Linked DNA regions of Zea mays: all the other regions are linked to region 2. A link is a contact called in public Hi-C and HiChIP or PLAC-seq data. All regions are on one chromosome and are shown on one strand. The core of a region is the stretch at or near the end of the contact, and the rest is flanking DNA. Distances in the headings are between cores, read along the strand shown. Region 1 holds the start of LOC100276521. Region 2 has its middle 16 kb from the start of LOC103652935. Region 3 holds the start of LOC100282150 (adenosylhomocysteinase).

Evidence for each region. A called contact is a pair of places that touch in the nucleus more often than the background predicts. HiChIP or PLAC-seq counts read pairs in DNA pulled down with a chosen protein or histone mark.
Region 1: a Hi-C map of bundle sheath shows a contact between it and region 2, with 4 times the contacts expected there. The contact joins the promoter of LOC100276521 here to the enhancer-like site in region 2. A contact is called at or near these places in 3 of 25 Hi-C or Micro-C datasets (bundle sheath, ear and tassel).
Region 3: a contact with region 2 is called in an H3K4me3 HiChIP or PLAC-seq map of leaf, with 8 times the contacts expected there. The contact joins the promoter of LOC100282150 here to the enhancer-like site in region 2. A contact is called at or near these places in 9 of 25 Hi-C or Micro-C datasets (bundle sheath, ear, leaf and 2 more) and 1 of 3 datasets of contacts at active chromatin or transcription factors (leaf).

Annotation. Positions count from the first base shown.
Region 1 is chr4:22,443,539-22,446,238 of Zm-B73-REFERENCE-NAM-5.0, forward strand. It overlaps LOC100276521, which reads left to right and starts at 1,325. Exons shown (of 3, transcript NM_001150287.1): 1 at 1,325-1,506; 2 at 2,397-2,671. The coding sequence starts at 1,387.
Region 2 is chr4:22,620,988-22,623,687 of Zm-B73-REFERENCE-NAM-5.0, forward strand. No RefSeq gene overlaps it. Among protein-coding and RNA genes, the nearest start is that of LOC103652935, 16 kb to the right of the region's middle. Within about 2 kb of position 1,379, at least 19 of the 20 cell types and tissues checked have an H3K27ac peak or open chromatin away from gene starts, as enhancers often do. A contact at or near this core is called in bundle sheath, ear, leaf and 1 more, where this site is marked.
Region 3 is chr4:22,829,237-22,831,936 of Zm-B73-REFERENCE-NAM-5.0, forward strand. It overlaps LOC100282150 (adenosylhomocysteinase), which reads left to right and starts at 1,446. Exons shown (of 3, transcript NM_001155062.2): 1 at 1,446-2,201. The coding sequence starts at 1,491.

The sequences.
Region 1 (2,700 bases), core at 75-2,574, 180 kb before region 2:
ACCTCACTAGGTATGCACGACACATGCTTAGAATAGGACAATGATATCAAGCTTACCCTTTAACTGATTGTACAAATTTCTCAAAGGCTCATGGGTAAGACCTCTAGGTCTACTGCATGCCCTAGTTGACTTTGACAACAAGAGAGCATTCAGAAGAAAAAAAATGCTCACTTTCAGATTTCCATCAAGATTAATCATCCGCCCGACTCTCTAATTCACACAGAGGCTTAGTAGCTAGTGTCAATGCTATGTACCTATGTATCTCATTGCATGGAAAGCAATCCAAAGGAGATGAGGTACACCAAGCATGCTACACGAGAAGACTAGGGTCTGGTTTGAGTACTCTAGTATTGACTCTAATCCATATGTATTGATTTGAATTGTGGTGTAACTTAAACTAATTTACACCCAATCCACCTCAATACATGTGGATTGGGGTCAATACTAGAGTATCCAAACAAAGCCTAAGGCCTTGTTTGGATACTCTAGTAATGAGTGGGATTGGAGTGGATTAAGATGTATTGAGAGCGTATTTGATCTATTTGGGATTTGCACCCTCTCCAATCCCTTCGAAACACTCCAATCCCAAAGTATCCAAACTAGGCCTAAGGGGTGTTTAAATACACTAGAACTAATAGTTAGTTAGTTGACTAAAAAATTGCTAGTGAAATTAGCTAACTAACTATTAACTAATTTACTAAAAATAACTAATAGTTGAATGGATGTTTGGATGTCTATAGCTAATTTTAGCAACTAACTATTAGCTTTAGTGCATTCAAAGGTCAAGCAAATCTTGCACGACTAAATGCACGGTCTACTAAGCACAACCTTAATAAACTAAGATATTAAGCTTGGAATTTGACATTCTATTACTTTACAAAATTTAGAAGTTTATTTTAAATTTATACGGTGTATGATGGAAATTGATTGTATAGATCAATGTTGTATTTCTAATCTGCAATTTCTAGCATGCTCCTGGACTTCCCTCCAGCGGAAATCCAGTACATAAATACCTCTATTGTAACTAATGATAGCATATAAATATATTATACATATTATCGTATTCATATTAACTTTATATATATATATATATTAACTTAATATATATATATATATACAAACAATAATTATTAAAATTGATTTCAGTTCCATGATCTCACATTATCTCGTCGTGCGGGAGCCAACCAATCGCGACCACTTGGTCCACCCCACTCTGCTCACCACATGCGCGGAACACGCCACCGCTTGTGGTTTCACGCGAGCGCACCCAGGCCAGCAGTGCGCCCCGCTGATTCCTCTCCGGCCGTCCCGACGTTATCCAACTCCTGAACACCTCTCTCTCGCCACCTCACCTGAACACCTGCTCGCCCCACCCATTCCCTCCGCATGGCCGGCCTCCGCCCTCGCGCCGCCGTAGCTTCGAATTGCCTCCGACCGGCAATTCGGCGAGGCGCCCGTCACGCATCGGGGGCAGCGTTTGGATACTACACCTGCTGGCAGCTACAGGTTCTTTTCTGATTTTTACAGCTTATGTAGCTCTGAAATTGGAAGTGAGTTAGTGAATTCGTGTATAGTCAGGAGGCGATGTCGCTACCTATGGACATGGACTTGGGAACGCGGCTTTTATTTTTGTTGTGTGTGTAGCGTTATTGGTGGGTTTGGTAACGGTTCTTGGGGTTCTTGAGCCTGTAAAGTTTTTCAAGGTAGGGTTTAATCTAACCAAGCAGGAGAAGGATTACCTGAATAGTCTTTTCATCTATAGAGTTCATCTTGCAAATTGCAATTTGTCAACTTCATTTTGGGAAGGCAATTGGTTGGTAGAGTTGACGGTTTACATGGGATCGATATCATGTTCGAATTAAAATTCAGCAGTAGAGAAATTTAGTCAACATTCTTGTTTTTCATTTGATCCTAGTACTACCTCATCAACCTTTTCGCAAATATAAGTCAATACTCTGGTATTTTCTTGTATTTTTTCGCTAAACCAAGCCATTTAAAACAGAGTACAAACTTTTTGCCTGATTTATGGAACAAAAGACACATTTGCTGTGCAATTTCCCAACTAGGCAACTACAGTATAATAATGACTGATCTACTTGTTCTAGCTGTGTGATTCATATGAATCAGAAGTCGGAAGTCTATCTTGTTTCAAGACTGATCTTTAAAGTTAGTATACCTTCCTTTTCCAAAAACAAAAAACAAGTTGTTCTAACTTCTAAGTAACTAGCATAAGCTGCATAACTTTAGTCCAAATATAAGTTTCAGAAATTTTAATTCCAAAAACATTCCATTGTTTAGCTGATAATTATTTTGAGTCACTCTTATAAATCTGCAACTTTGATGTTTAATCTGCTTACATTATTATGAAATAGTTCCTTGTCAACATCAAAACGCAGGGAAATATTTTGAATTGGAGATCTATATCCGCAACTAAAAAGCTCTGGAGTACAGTAGCTAGTGCAAAGCCTGATGATTCTAAATTTGAAAGTGTGGATGCACCACTTGAGCCCCAAACATGTGAAGGCAGCTTCTTGTGTGGTCTGTTGAAGAACCTGCCACACATTTTTCTAGCTGCAGCAGCAAAGCAGTTGCAAGAACTGTCTTACCAAAGAGAAGAGAGCTTAAAACGCTGGGAGCATAGTATTGGTTCTAAAGAGGATTGCCTTCACAGGTTGGTACTTAATCTCTGATTTAAGTGTT
Region 2 (2,700 bases), core at 129-2,628:
AGAAGAATAGCATTTAGTTTTTATCCTATGACAAATTATTTTAATTTTAACTAAATTTATAGAAAAATATTATAAACATTTATGAAATCTATTATATACACTACTAAAATATGTTTCAAATTCATATAATAATACTTATATGGTAAAATAAATATAAATATTTTTTAGTAAACTTGATCAAAGTTAAGATAGTTTGGTATAAAATCAAATTAAAATATTAAGTTTCTAGGAGGTAGTTAACATCGAATAATTTAATCTAAAAGACAATGCAATAAAGATGGTAGCCAGTTCTCTTGTATTTCAACAAAACCTGATCATCTAAAATGTGACCCGAACCCGATTCGTTAACTCGAATTGTTTTATTTAAAAATTAGCGGGCAGCCTATTATGCATGTGTCCGGCAGAAAAATAGGCCTGACAGGTACCGTGGGTGCTAGTATATGCATGAAATTTCAACCCAAAATGAATCCAGGTTTATCTGTTCAATGGTACTGGTACCTTAAGGTCAGTGTCATATTTTAAAATATAAGACTTATCAATCTGTTAAAGCTGGACTAAACTTCTAGTTTTTTTTATTGTTAGGCACTAGCATGTGCATTTTCAAAGAAAACCCACTAGGACATAAACGGTGAGAACACGGGCTTTAAAATAGAAGAGAATAGCAAGTGACTAGGACTCGAGAGCAGGAAAAAAAATCTCTGAATACCAGATCACATTTATGGCCTGCAGATTTGTATCCGGTAGTGTCTAAGAGATTTTTTTTTCTTAGGGAGCACCGTCCACAAGTGCACACCAATAGTCAATTGGCAAGGTTTTGACTATTGGCAAGGTTTAGAAGGGTTTGGTAGCTTTAGGGGGTGTTTGATTGCTCCTGCTAAAGTTTAGCCCGGGTCACATCAATCGTTTGACTTTTAAATAGGAGTATGAAATATAGACCCAACCAACTGGACTAGATTCGTCTCGTCTTTTAATCTTCGGCTGACAAATTAGTTTTATAATCTGACTACATTTAATACCCGGAACGGAGGTTCAAACATTCGATGGGACAGGAGCTAAATTTTAGCGGGGTGTAACCAAACACCCCCTTAGTCACTCCGATAAACTTTAGGAGCTAAACTTTAGTTTCTGAAAATTTTGTTTGGAATACCTAATTTAGTCGTCCTATTTGGTAGTTTATGAACTAAAAGTGACTAGACTTTAGTCAGTAAATTATTGGTGTCATGGTGTGAACCAAAGAACCTCTTACCAAGCTTTCGCTGTAAGCTTCTTTTTTTTTCCCTTCATATTTGGTCAAAGGGTGAAGGATCGATCCATGGTATACTCCTACCAGAAAACAGTGTGATTTACGCCGACAGCGTGAAGAAACGTATCCTGATGCGTAAGCCCAAGTGGCCACCAACTGACTTATGTGCGGGGGAGGCCGAGCTGTCATGTTGGGCCGATTTCAGACCTACTAAAAGCTAGGAACTTTGAGCCTCGAATGAACTGAACTACAGTAATATAAATGGGAAAAAAGGGAGGAATATGATTATGATAACGTCGTCTAAATTAGGTACGCATGAATATGTTACTGCTAGTACAAAGGTAACTCGAGAAATTTGGAAAAACAAACGTGCTGCGATTGCGAAAAACGTCTAGGCGCACGTATGGCCGAAACTGGGCATGTATGTATGGTCGAAAAGATCGGGTCGGGTCCCCCCTTTCACCATCCCCCCGTCCCCGAGTAGGTAGGTGCCAGGGCGAGCCACTAGTCGCGACTCGCGCGGGCGGTAGGTGAAGCCAGATCCGCGCGGTACGCCGGTAGACCCTCCATTGCCGTGGGGCCCACGGGACACTGGCCTACCATACCACACCAGCGGGCAGCGGAAAGCCGCCCCCACCTACCGTGACGAGGACACAGACAGCCGCGCATGCATCTACAGATCTACTCGGCCCACCGCGGCCGTCGCCGTCGCCGTCGCGGTCGGCATCGAGACGTGCCGGATGCATCTGCTCCACGTGACAGCGGACTGACCACGCCCGCCCGTCGCCGTCCGGACGTGGCCGCTACCCGCCCGCTCCACCAACCGCTACTACTCCAGCCCAGACTGGGACTGGGCTGGGAGTGGGAGAAACTGCAACGGGGGCTGGCTTTCCGCGCGCGCGTTTGCGTTGCGTTGCGTCACGAGCGGGCGGGTGGTGGAGAGCAATAATGGTGGTCAGCAATTATGAGTTGGCAAGGTAGTGGAGGGCGTGTTGGAGTGGAGTGGAGTGGAGTGGAGCTACACCTGCTCTTCGGTGGCACTAGGAGAGTATAATAGGAGTATATGGTTCTGGACCAGAAAGCTTCGGCACCACCAAAATATCTGGTCCGGTTCCAACACGTGAATCATCACCCCGTCCTCAACTCATACCGTGTTTTGGCTGTTGGCGTTTGGCGGAGTAGTGCAGTTCGGCAGTTCGGGCAGAGGCCAGACCGCGCAGAGACAGCCGGCTATGGCTAAATGGATCGTGTCTAATAGATCTTGTTCGACTCACAGTCTATTTAGACCTTGTTCGTTTACGTCGGATTGCACCCGGAATCGTTCAAAGGCCCTGTTCGTTTGTATCGGATTGCACCCGGAATCGTTCCGTTTAAACAAAGTTTATATAAATTAGAGAAGAAATCCGGTTAGAAATCGTTCTGACCCACCAATCCGGTGGAAACGAACAAGCCCTAAT
Region 3 (2,700 bases), core at 196-2,695, 210 kb after region 2:
TGTTCTCCTTTCAAGGCTTTGTATGGATATGATGCTTCTATGATCTGGCACGATCTATGAAGGGTGATGAAGATGTGGTTTCTAGAGATGTGGTGCAACAGATAGCAGTGCATAGTTCTATGCTCAAGGAACATTTGACGAAAGTCCAACAAAGGTTTAAACATTATGCTGATATGAGAAGGTTGCCTAGGGATTTCAAATTGAAGAAGAGGTGTTGCTCAAGTTATAGCCTACACACAACAGTCTGTGGTTAGCAAACAATGTCCAAAGTTTTCTTTTCGATATTTTGGACCATACAAGGTGTTGGAGAAAATTGGGAAGTGGCTTACAAGTTGGATCTACCAGCAGACTCTCAAATACACCTAGTGTTTCATGTGTCACAGCTAAAGCCCTTTGTGCCTCGTTATACACCGGTGTTCAAGAACCTTCCTGCTATGGTGGATCTAGAGAATGTTGAGCCAGGTAAAGTGCTAGACCGAAGATTGGTTAAGAAGGGGAATGCAACCATTACTCAGGTTCTGGTTAGGTGGACCAGTCCATCTCCAGATCTTGCAACATGGGAAGATTACCATGTCTTGAAGGCTCGTTTTCTAGCTGTTCTTGCTTGAGGAGAAGCAAGATTTGAAGGGGGATGTAAGGCCTGGTGATATTGCTACCTTTTGGTGTTAGGGTTTGGGTAGTATTTTGATAATATTTTGTTTGTAATCCATTAGTGGAATAATGACCGGTTTCTAGAAGTAGAAAGGGGTATTACACTATCGTGGTAGTAGGTGAGTTCATCCGTCCAATCTGTGCCACTGGAAGAGAGGACAGGGAGGAGTGGAGGTGCGACGACCAATGGTGGTGGCGGCGACGGCTGGAAGAGGAGAGCAAGGAGAATGAGAGAGGATGAAGCATGAATCGGGCTGTGTGACGGGAGAGCAGGTATTTTTAATTGGACCACTGTTTATTTTGAGAAATCGGAGGGTGTTTTTGCGAACCAAGTCTCGAGATGTGTCAGTATATGTATAACGTGTTTGGTTTGAGGAATAAGTTAGTCTATTATCTTCTCACTCCTCACTTTCTTGTTTGGTTTGTAAAATATAATGGTTTTATCCGTCACTATTTCCTTTATTTGGTAATAATTAGTGATAATTAAAAAAATAAGTTCATTTCACTAAATTTATAAAATAAACTCATAATGCACGAACTTATATAAAATAGATTGATTCCATCATTGGTCACCAATGTCTCAGATCCGCGCATCTCACCTGACGTCTTCACCCACCAACGGCACTCCGGTATGGCGACTCACCAACCCCCCACCAATCCCCCGCCCAGATCCGACGGCCGCTAATCGCCGCGTCCGCAAACCAACGGTCTGGCGCCGTCGTCTCTTCCCATAAAACCCTCCCCACCCCTGCCTCCCAACCGCGCCGTCTTCTCCCTCACTCCCGTTCCATTTCCCCATCTCCCAGATCCAATTCGCGAGTTCTCCCTCCTCTGCCGCCATGGCGCTCTCTGTGGAGAAGACCTCGTCTGGACGGGAGTACAAGGTCAAGGATCTCTCGCAGGCGGACTTCGGCCGCCTCGAGATTGAGCTGGCCGAGGTCGAAATGCCCGGCCTCATGGCGTGCCGCGCCGAGTTCGGCCCGTCCAAGCCCTTCGCCGGCGCTAGGATCTCGGGGTCTCTCCACATGACCATCCAGACCGCCGTCCTCATCGAGACCCTCACCGCGCTCGGCGCCGAGGTCCGCTGGTGCTCCTGCAACATCTTCTCCACGCAGGACCACGCCGCCGCCGCCATCGCGCGCGACTCGGCCGCCGTGTTCGCCTGGAAGGGGGAGACCCTCGAGGAGTACTGGTGGTGCACCGAGCGCTGCCTCGACTGGGGCGAGGCGGGCGGCCCCGACCTCATCGTCGACGACGGCGGCGACGCCACGCTGCTCATCCACGAGGGTGTCAAGGCCGAGGAGGATTACGAGAAGACCGGCAAGATCCCCGACCCGGAGTCCACCGACAACGCTGAGTTCAAGATCGTGCTCACCATCATCCGCGACGGGCTCAAGGCTGACCCCAAGAAGTACCGCAAGATGAAGGAGAGGCTTGTCGGCGTCTCTGAGGAGACCACCACGGGTGTCAAGAGGCTCTACCAGATGCAGGAGACCGGCGCCCTCCTCTTCCCTGCCATTAACGTCAACGATTCCGTCACCAAGAGCAAGGTGATTCTTGCTTGCCTTTCTTTGGATCCATTTCCTTTCAGATCTGACGTTCTTGTTGTGTGGATCTAGATCCTGCATGACTAGCAGTGTGAGATTTACTTGTTTATTGATGCCGCTGCTTTATATCTCAGTATCTCACTGCTATGGTTAAACTCTTGTGTATCTTCAGATTCGGCTGCTAGACGTTCTTGTTTATTGGTTGCTAGATGGTTAGTAATTTTTACCTAGTATTTGGATCTTCAGATCTCTGTTAGACAGGACCTGATTTTTGGGATTGATTGTAGAAGGCGAAGCATCTCGGGATATTTTAGGTCTTTTTTGTGTAGCCAGATTCGGCTGCTGTTATATGTTTGGTTCCAGTTACTTGACCTAAATCGCATTGTTGTTGTTGTGGATTTAGCGTTTCTCATTGTTGTTGTTTTCTGTTGGATCTGGATCCTGGTCTATGGTGTTGCTTATCTATCGGTCAAAATAAAAATTATTGTTAGCTACTTCAAAT